2 separate regions of the Pan troglodytes genome follow, and region 1 is linked to region 2. A link is a contact called in public HiChIP or PLAC-seq data. All regions are on one chromosome and are shown on one strand. Each heading gives the region's core, a stretch centred on a gene start, on an enhancer-like site or on the middle of the called end of the contact. The rest is flanking DNA. Distances are from core to core; before and after follow the strand shown. Region 1 holds the start of GDF11 (growth differentiation factor 11). Region 2 holds the start of PYM1 (PYM homolog 1, exon junction complex associated factor).

The links. HiChIP or PLAC-seq counts read pairs in DNA pulled down with a chosen protein or histone mark.
Region 1: an H3K4me3 HiChIP or PLAC-seq map of stem cell-derived excitatory neurons shows a contact between it and region 2, with 2.3 times the contacts expected there. The contact joins the promoter of GDF11 here to the promoter of PYM1 in region 2. A contact is called at or near these places in 1 of 7 Hi-C or Micro-C datasets (stem cell-derived neural progenitor cells) and 1 of 1 datasets of contacts at active chromatin or transcription factors (stem cell-derived excitatory neurons).

Annotation. Positions count from the first base shown.
Region 1 is chr10:40,266,994-40,272,104 of NHGRI_mPanTro3-v2.0_pri, forward strand. GDF11 (growth differentiation factor 11) reads right to left here and starts at 1,526. Exons shown (of 4, transcript XM_016923257.4): 1 at 972-1,526. The coding sequence starts at 1,416.
Region 2 is chr10:40,080,069-40,085,300 of NHGRI_mPanTro3-v2.0_pri, forward strand. It overlaps PYM1 (PYM homolog 1, exon junction complex associated factor), which reads left to right and starts at 3,117. Exons shown (of 3, transcript XM_009425175.5): 1 at 3,117-4,492. The coding sequence starts at 4,456. DGKA (diacylglycerol kinase alpha) reads right to left here and starts at 1,240. Exons shown (of 24, transcript XM_001169946.6): 1 at 870-1,240.

The sequences.
Region 1 (5,111 bases), core at 276-2,775, 190 kb after region 2:
GCCTGGTTCCCTGTAGTTGGGGGGGGGGGGAGACCTCAGTGGGGGAGGAGAAGGAGTCACCTGACCCTAAGGAGAGCTGGAAAAGGGAGGGTGTAGTATTCGCCTGGATTTTCCAGGCCATAAAATTTCAAAGCAGCTCATGTCTATTATATGTTCATCTTCCGTTTGGTCAGGGGCTCGGATGCCTGGGTTCCTGCTCCCCCATCTACTACTTTCTCTTTTTTCCTAGGTCTTCGTCTCTCTCAAGTCCACCTGCAGTAGGGGTGGGCGAATAAGGGATGGAACACTAAGGTTTGAGTAGCCAATGAGTGTCCTTAGCCCCCAGCGCAATGGAGTTGAGCTCTCCGAGCTCGGTCAGTATCAAGAAGGCACAGCTTTTCCGACCCCTTGGGATACCCGGTCTGAGACAGGGGTCAGGATGGAAAGGGTGCCAGCTGGGCTGCCAGGAGGTGTACAGGGCTCTGGGACCCTATTCTTGGGAGAAAGCACACAGTTCTCTGCAGGCGGTTGGGCACGTTGCGAACGGAGCACGGAGTGGGGAGTTACCGCCAGGGCCACTGGGAAGCAGAGAGCACTGCAGTCCAGCTGGGGCTGCGGGGGTCCTGCAGCCTCCCGATTCTGTTCTCCAGCCTCCCCACCACGGCTTTTCAGGACAGAGTCACTGCCCAGCCCCAGCTTCCCCGGACTCCAACAAGGATCTTTTTAGCATACTGGGGGTGGAAGGCACTATCTCGAAACCCGCCCCATTTCCCCCGCCCCAACCTCCGGGAACTAGGCGTGCATACAACTTTGCAGCCCATCTCCACCGCTCGGAAAACTTCTATGAAGTAGCCCCCGCTCCCTAATTCGTCAAGTTTTCGCAGAAAAAGCTTCCGGGCCGGGGCAGCAGGGAGCGCCCCGCTTGGAGCAGAAGGCGCCCTTCGCGGGGCCAGAGCCAGCACCCCACTGCTCGCGCCCCGCAGCCCACTTACTCTCCTGGGCCATGCTAATGACGGTCTCGGTGGTGGCGTGGTACTCGTCCTCCTCCAGGAAGTCCTCGGGCTGCAGCGCGTCGCCCTGGAAGTCGTGTAGGTCCAGGATCTGCTGCAGCGGCGGCGCCTTGGGCAGCAGCTGCTTCACCACCTCGCGGCTGATGTTGGGCGCCTCCTTGAGCCGCAGTTTGCTCAAGATCTGCGACTTGATGCTCTCTAGGCGCAGCTCGCGGCTGTGCTGCCGCCAAACGCACACGGGGCAGCCGTCCGGCTCGGGCGCCACGGACGGGGCTGGCCGGCTGGAGCGCTCCCCCCCGACCCCCGCCGCTGCCGCCGCCGCCGCCGCCGCCGCCGCCGCCGCGGGGCCCTCGGCCGCCTCCCCCCGGGGCCGCAGCTCCAGGGCGAGGAGCAGGAAGCCCAGCAGCAGCGGGGCCGCGAGCACCATGCTGGAGGGGAGGGGAGGGAGGACTGGGGGGCGGGGACGCCGGAGTCCCGCGGGGAGGGGGCGGAGGGAGGAGGGAGGAAGGAGGAGGGGGTCCGGGCGGCGCGGGATTGGGGGCTGCCCGGCCGAGGGGGGACCCGGGGGGCCGGGGGCGGCGGGCGCGCGGGCGGGGCGGGCGGGCGGCCGGGGCGGGCGGCTGGGGGGGCCCGAGCCCGGGCCAGGCCCTTTATAGCCCCGGCCCCCGTGTCGTCAGCGGCCGCGATTGGCTGCGGAGCCAACAAAAGAGGCAGCGCTGTCATCCGAGGCGAGAGAGGGAGCCGGAGAGAGCCGAGGAATAGAGAGAGGGAGGGAGTGAGGGAGCAAGGGCCAGAGAGAGATGAAGAGACAGAGATATGAGGGGGCGGGGGGCGGATATAGAGGGAAAGTCAGAGCCAGAGAGACCAAGGAGAATCAGAGAGATAAAGGGGGAAGAGACAGAGATAGGAAAAGGAGGAGGAGAGAGGGAGAGACAAAGGAGGAAAAGAAGAGTCAGGGGGAAGACGCAGAGGTGAGAGACTTAGCTAGAGAGGGAAATTGTGTGTCTGTGGGAGACACAGAACCAAGAAGGAGGAAGACTGGGACAACTAGTGGGAGAGTTAGAGTGGAGACAAAAATGGGGAGAAGAGGGGTACCACTAGATAGGGGGAGACAGAGGTCTACAGAGCCAGACCAGAAGAGATCGGGGGTCATGGAGATGGGAACAGGGGCAGAGGAACAGAGGACAGACGAGTGCCCTGGGAAAGGGGTGGGGGTGGGGGGATGGGGGGGAGAGAAATCAGGATGGGGGAGGAGAGAGAGGGGCACAGACAGGGAGACACCAAGGGAGCCCCTGAGGAGGCAGGTGCAGGGGATTGGGGGTGGGGGAGAGGAAAGGCAGAAACTCCTGAGAGAAGGAGCCACAAGAGTCAGCCTTGGTGGGAGCACAGAGAGCCCAGGGGACAGAGGTGGAGAACTTGAGACCAGAGGAGCTCTAGCCACCAGAGGTAGCCCAAAGAAGATGCTCAAGGAAGCCATGGAAGGAAGCACCAGGCTAGGCTCATCAGAGGGATTAAGGGGACTAGGAGAGGAAGAGGTCAGGGACAACCTAAGAAGGTGGAGAGGTGATGGGAAGAACTGAAACAGAGGGAAGACATAGAGCTGGGAAGACTGTGAGCTTGAAACTGGGGCTTAACAGGGCTAAGGTAGTCAGCCGGCTGGAAAAGGCAGGAGCTAGAGGCCACTGGGGGAAGGGTGAGAGGAGATGGCTGGAGGCTGTTATACTTGGGGAGAAATCTAGATCTCTGGATTTCTAGCTATATCTTTGGATCTGCAGGGTCTTAGAAGTCTGAGAAGGGGCTGGAGGTTGCAAGGGTGAGCATGGGAAAGAAGTCTGCGCTCAGATGCACGAGATGAAATACAGATGTGGGACCAGCCCTAGTCTTCAGGTGTGATCCTGGGCAGTCAGAGAGCAGAGTAAAACAGTACTAAGGTGAAAAAATGTTTTGAATGTGCTTAACTTCTGACTTCAGGTTTTCCAGGCTTATTTCTGGATCTGAAAGCCCTGGAGCAATAGTCAAATGGAAAATGTTTGTGCCAGGCCAGGCGCGGTGGCTCACGCCTGTAATCCCAGCACTTTGGGAGGCCGAGGCGGGTGGATCACGAGGTCAGGAGATCGAGACCATCCTGGCTAACACGGTGAAACCCTGTCTCTACTAAAAATACAAAAAATTAGCCGGGCGTGGTGGCGGGTGCCTGTAGTCCTAGCTGCTGGGGAGGCTGAGGCAGGAGAATGGCGTGAACCTGGGAGGCGGAGCTTGCAGTGAGCCGAGATCGCGCCATTGCACCCCAGCCAGGGCGACAGAGTGAGACTCCGTCTCAAAAAAAAAAAAAAGAAAAGAAAATGTTTGAAGGAATCAGGTCTTGCTAATTTCCTGGCATTCACAATGTTTATTTAATAAATGGATGAACTTTATTATTGGGCTTCTCAGAATAGAGGGGCATTGGTTTCCTCTCTGGAATTAAAGCCCAATAAAATATCTTAAAGTTGGCTTGGCATAGGCATCAGGAGCACCAGACATAAGGATAGAGTTGGGTTGAGGAACTGGAGTAAAATAAAGGAAGAAACTGGGGATCCAGGTATGAGGGGAGGAGGTTGGGTAGGGGTTAGGAGGACCAAGCTGGGGAGCTTTGAAGAGACAATCCATTTCCATGGGTAACAGAAACTGAAAACAAAACAGACAGGAACAAAAACTTAGCTTGTTCCCTCCCTTGCTTTCAACCAAGACATGGGCATTTCAGCATTTCATCAAGTTTCTTCATCTATAATATGGGGCCACAATTCCTACCCTTAACTGGTTGTGGGGATTACATATAAGCAATCAATAGTGGCCTTCATGGGCTTCTTCTCCTTCATGATTCTTCCTTTCCTTTCTGATTTTCCAGAGCAGCGATTGCCTTTAGCACATATTCTGGCATATCCTATTTTCTAAAATGTTTCTCTGTCATTTCTTCAGCAAAATTGGAAAGGCTGTGAGAGCAAAGTTGGTGTCACCTCCTTCTTCTCCCTTAGAGAAGGTAGTACAGACTTCACTTCCTCACCAAACGTGTATCTAGTGGCAGGTACAAAGATAAATGAGATGCAAAAGTAAGTAAGACTCAGCTCCTTTCCTCAGAGAACATATAAACTAGAAAAGACACTAGGTAGGCCGGGCGCGGTGGCTCACGCCTGTAATCCCAATACTTCGGGAGGCCAAGGTGGGTGGATCACCTGAGGTCAGGAGTTCGAGACCAGCCTGGCCAACATGGTGAAACCCCGTCTCTACTGAAAATACAAAAATTAGCCGGGCATGGTGATGTGCGCCTGTAGTCCCATCTACTCAGGAGGTTGAGATGGGAGAATCACTTGAACCTGGAAGGCGGAGGTTGCAGTGAGCCAAGATCATGCCACTGCACTCCAGCCTGGGTGACAGAGCAAGACTCTGTCAAAAAAAAAAAAAAAAAAAAAAAAAGGAAAGAAGGAAGGAAGAAAGAAAAGAAAAGAAGAAAAGAAAAGAAGACATTAAGTAAACAGGACCAGCCAGAACTCTAGGCCAGATGCCTCCTGCATATCTCAATCTGGATGTTTCATGGCACTTCAAATATCACAGGTTAGAGAACCCCTTCTTTCTCCCTAAAATGTGTCCCATCCTGCAGCTTTTCATTTTAGTGAATGACAATCATCCAGGCTAGAAATCTGAATGTCTTGTTTCACCCTTGTCCTCTTGACCATTTCTGAATCTTTGCACAGGTTGTTTCTTCTTCTTAGAACAATTCCCCCTACTACTTCCACTCTCTTCCACCCACCAATCTCTTGGCCAAGTTTACTCTTTCTTCAGGTCTCAGCATAGATCCCATCCAAGAATCCCTTCCTGACTTCAGGTCTAGAGTAGTTGCTTCTCCCAGATATATCTGCACCATTCTGTGAGGTATGGAGATAATCGCCTAGCTTCTAGACTAGAAGTAGGCTGGCTGGGTTCAAGTCCCAGCTCTCTCCCTTTTCTGGTTGTGTAAACTTGGACAAGTTATTAAACCTCTGTTATTATCCTCACCTGTAAGATGGGGATAATTATATATATATATATATATATAGAGAGAGAGAGAGACGGAGTCTTGCTTTGTCGCCCAGGTTGAAGTACAGTGGC
Region 2 (5,232 bases), core at 1,867-4,366:
CGAACGCAACCCGTGGGTCCTCGGCTTCCCTACCCCTGTCCTTTTCCGATGGGGGAGGGTGGGGCGCTGGGGGGCTCGCGGGGTCTCTACCTTGCTTGAGAGGGCTCGCGGTCGCAGCTGAAGCGCCGGCGCTGGAGCTGGAGCCCGAGCTGGGCTGGAGGGGACGGGCCAGGCAGACGCGGCCGCAGCGGGGCCGCCCCGTTCCTGACGACATAGCTGCCCGCCCCCCACCCCAGCCTGCCCGCCGCGCCCGCGCCCGGCGCCCCCGACTCTGGGAACTTCGAAGTTGGAGAGGCCCGTTTCTAGGTTTCCAGTTCACCATAACCTGCTCCACCCTCCCTCGAATATGTCCGGGGCTTTGGACACATTTTCTCCATTTGCTGCGCTCCTCATCTTCTTCCCGCGCCGGCGGCAGCTCTGCTTCTATTTTCCCTTCTTTCTAATCACTCACAGCCTCTCCCTTCATCCCAAACCTGGGAGGCCAAGATACCGGGCGGGCCGCTAACAGAACAGCTCGGCAGTTGGGCACCCAACCAACGTCTCACTCTCTCCTGATTGCTGCCATCCTGAACTTCCCTGACCAACTCCCTTCCATCCACCACTGACTTCACACTCAGGAGATCCCACGGGGGCAAGCCCAGAGTCCCAAACTCCACAACCTGACCAAACACCTCCCTCCCGCCCCGGGCTCTACCCTGCTTGAGACAATCTCCCCACCTTCTTCACGTTCCTCTTTCCTTTTAGACCTATTTTCCCCAGTCTAAGGACACCTCCTGTCAAGACTCATGTCCTCTCCTTAATTCTAGGGTGGAGGTTTGCACTTTGGTCTATGTCCACCCTTTCTCCACGCCCTCATCCTCCCACTTTACCTGCTGGCCTTGGCAGGTGGCACAGAAGGCCCTGGCCAAAAGTAGGGAGTGAAAGGTCCTTTCAGCTTCCCCTGCCTGGAGTCTCTTCTAGAGTCATTAAGGCTCTTGGGGTCGCATGGATGGTGGTGAAGGTGGTACAGCAAGGGAGAGAGATGGAGGCATAGGGACTTACTGGCAGGAACTGGAGACCCAGGCATCCTGCTCACTGGCCCCGCCCCAACCCCTGTCTAACTCCCTCCTACCCTTCATTGAAAATGGGGCAGAGTAACAAAGCCTTAGGTTCCTGGAATCGTCCTTCTTACACCTGGGGGTGGGAAGAAGGGGGAGGGGAGACCTCTGACTAGAAGGGTATATGCATGTGTGGGTATTGTGTATGCATACATACACACACATAATATATACATACTTTTGGTGGGTGTTGGAAAGGGAATGAATACATGAGGCCCTCTAGTGGAAACAGGGATATCTAAGCAGTTCTTGATTGTTTCAAGACAGGCTTGTTGGAACAGACTCCTCCACATTTGCCAGAAATATAGCTGCTGAGTAATAGTTTGGGAGTATTGTTGTTGTATCCAAACTGGAGATTTCGGGCATAGGTTGAAGAGGGGTCTGTCTCTCTGCTCCTGTGCCCCTCCAAGTCTCACCCTCTCACCCCCAATCATAAAAAGACAAGGGCCAAAAGGCCGGGCGCGGTGGCTCACACCTGTAATCCCAGCACTTTGGCAGGCTGAGGCAGGCAGATCACGAGATCAGGAGACTGAGATCATCCTGGCTAACATGGTGAAAACCTGTCTCTACTAAAAATACAAAAAATTAGCCGGGCGTGGTGGCACATGCCTGTAGTCCCAGTTACTCGCGAGGCTGAGGCAGGAGAATCGCTTGAACCCGGGAGGCAGAGGTTGCAGTGAGCCGAGATCATGCCACTGCACTCCAGCCTGGGTGACACGAGCAAAACTCTGTCTAAAAAAAAAAAAAAAAAAAAAAAGACAAGGCCCTTGACACTCCCCATCCTGTCTTTACAGTATTTTCTTCACTGTTAGCAAAGCTTCATCTCTCCTTCCTCTATGACCTCCTTAGTCATAGTAAACAAACTCTTCTTAAGGCCTTTTATACACTAAGTCCTGTACTTAGTTCTGCAATACAAGCAAAAACATAGCCCAGTTTAGGGACTATATCAATGAGTGGTGCAATGTGTGTAAAGCCTCTCTGCTCTGAGCTACTTTAAACAAACATACAATGTAAGAATAGGTCCCCTAACACCTCTGCCTATCAGTTTTCTGTCCCTGGATCTTTCATTTAGAAATCTTGGAACGATATTAATCTCTAAGGCACTCAGCTTTCCTTGCAAAGAATGCTTAAAGTAATGCCACCCTATGTATTACCTGTGTTTCTCACTCTATCGTCTTTAGATATGTCCCTAAATAAAGTTGAAGACACTCCTTTTAAGATAGTTTTTGGTACTTCAAAGTGGGGTGTAATGTTATCTCTTGAATAAGGAATAAGGTGGAATCAGTCTTATTCTAGACTTCTTTGTGTCTTCTTTAGGATCTGTGCTCCATCATACCCCAAGTCAGTTACTGGGGGGTGTGGGTGGGGGAAGAAAAGCCAAGAAACATCTAAGAAGGAGGCGTTTAATGCCTACGGTTCCAGGTGCTCATTTCTTTAATCAACCACATCATAAAAATCAGAAAGAAAGAAACCGCAATGAACAAAGGGAAAGGAAAAAACAACAGCCTGTTCTCCCCGGCCTTTTTTGCCCTGTTCCTCCTCAGGGTGGGGGGCCACATCCGGGGCCCCGGGTTGGGTCCCAGGCAGGTCTACTAAGCAGACAATTGAGTTTCACTTCCTGTCAACCCCAGTGCTGAGGCAGGATGTCTGGGGGTGGGAAGGGGGCCTAGGGTTGGTAGTGAACAGGGGCGACTTTAGGTTTCCCTCCTGCACAAAGGTCTATTGAGCAGCCTCTGAAAGCTGCAGAGACCACTCCTGAGGTAGTTCAGTCAAGACCAACGTATCCCATTAGTTCTTAGAGGCTTCATCCCACACTCTCACGTCTAATCATAACAAGGTTAAGGACAAGATGTTAGACCCTGCAGGGCTGAAGTACAATTGGTGAAAAGAGAGCAAGGGTTTAAGACCACAGTGTCACAACACTTGCAATAACAGTGTATCGTATGCAAATACTTTTTATGTATTTATTTTGAGACTGAGTCTTGCTCTATAATACAAGCTGGAGTGCAGTGGCACGATCTTGGCTCACTGCAACCTCCACCTCCCAGGTTCATTCCTCAGCCTCCCGAGTAGCTGGGATTACAGGCACTCGCCACCACACCTGGCTAATTTTTGTATTTTTAGTAGAGATGGGATTTCACCATGTTGGCCATGGCTGGTCTCGAACTCCTGACCTCAAGTGATCTGTCCACCTGGGCCTCCCAAAGTGCTGGGATTACAGGCATGAGACACCGCACCCGGCCTGGAAATACTTTTTAAATGAGCCCCACCCCCAGACATTCTGAATTGGCCTCTAGTGGAAGTCACAGACATGGAGGATGGGAAGGAAGGCAAGCTGCGGCCCCCAGAAAACTTCTGAGGCCTAATTTGTCTTATAAAGGTCCTAGTCAGCCATTGCTCAGTTTTTTAGTGTTTTTTTTTTTGTTTTTTGTTTTTTTTTTTTGAGACGGGGTCTCACTCTGTCGTCCAAGCTGGAGTGCAGTGGCGCGATCTTGGCTCACTGCAACCTCCGCCTCCCAGATTCAAGAAATTCTCTGCCTCAGCCTCCCGAGTAGCTGAGATTACAGGCGCCCGCCACCACGTCCGGCTAATTTTTTTGTATTTTTAGTAGAGACGGGGTTTCACCATCTTGGCCAGGTTGGTCTTGAACTCCGGACCTCGTGATCCACCCGCCTTGGCCTCCCAAAGTGCTGGGACTACAGGCATGAGCCACCGCGCCTGGCTTTTGTTTTGTTTTTTAAATGGGACATGCTGCCTAGTGTTGGAGGTAGTCACCAATACTTACTTCCTGCCTCCTCCCTGGTTCCAGGGGTACTGCTGGACATTAAACTAAGCCAAAGTGGGGATATAAGCAGGAAGGTAAAAGGGTTGATAAGGAAAAAGCTACATGAGGGTGGAGGAGGGCAGAGTTGACACCTGAGGAGAGGAACCTGCAGCCGGGCTCCTCCCAGGCTGTAGGGGAAACAAGTTTAACAGGACTTAGCCCTGAAGGAACAACAGTTGCTGAAACGGGCGGCGGAGGGAGACCATATGGGTTCGTCCGCAGAATAGGGAGGTACGGCGCAGGGCAGGACTACAAATGGAGTGACACTACGGGACCGGATTATTGGCGAGTTGCCCCGCTTTAGATCCTCAGCGGTTGGACGAGTTTAATTAGAATACTAAGTAGGTCCGCCCAGAAGCTTTCACCCTGCCCTCTGACCCTAAGGCCCAGCCCGAGGAGGCACTCAGGGTTAGGAGGTCTCGGCGAGAAGCAACTAGGGCCCTTATCACTTCGCCGCCGAATCCCCGGCGCCGCCCAGCGGGGCAGAGCCAGGCCAGGGCCGCCCGCCCAACCTGGTCCGCTGCCTCTTCGGCCATGGAAGCTGCCGGCAGCCCTGCGGCTACGGAGACAGGTGACCGACCCGCGGCGCCCTCCGCCTTGCACGCCCCTCCCGCGGGTCTCTGGTGGTTGAGTGGGTTGGCCGACAGCAATCGGCACATGAATTCGACCTCCCCACCTTCTTAGGGTTAGATAGGGTCTCCAACCGTCTCTAGAAACACTTGTGCGCCCCAGTGCGTCCTGGAGTTTGTCTGCTCCACGTCACCAAGCCGCTCTGAGATCTGGGTGCAGGCCAGAGCCTGGCTATTCTTCCTTTCTTCATTTATAAGGCCCCCTTTTTGGGTGCAGGTGGGCCTTGCGCCCTTTTCCCTCGCAGGTCCTGGACGTACGAGGAGTTCCTGGGGATGAGAGGGACTGTGCCTCGGAACTTCTCTTGGCTCCCTGAGGACTGTTTTACAGGCAGCAAGCGCTCAGTAATGGTATCGGTGGCAGTAAAAGAGCCCACGGCTTTATTTTATTAACTATTTCAGCTTCTCCACTCTTCCTCCTCCTCCACCTCCGCCCATGAAATGGTGCACTCTCCCTTTAAGACTAAGATGGTGGCTTGCTACGATCGGGACTCCACTTCCGGTGGGGAGGGGGGCGGGACCCCAGCCCGCTCACGCCGGAAGTGGTTTGCGTTTTCAAGATGGCGACTCCCTATGTTACTGACGAGACCGGCGGTGAGTGCGGGAGGCGCGGAGCCGCTTCTCTCCGGGCTCTCGGGGCAGGGGTTCGGACTTGGAAAGGGGTCTGTGCCCCGCCCATCCCGGG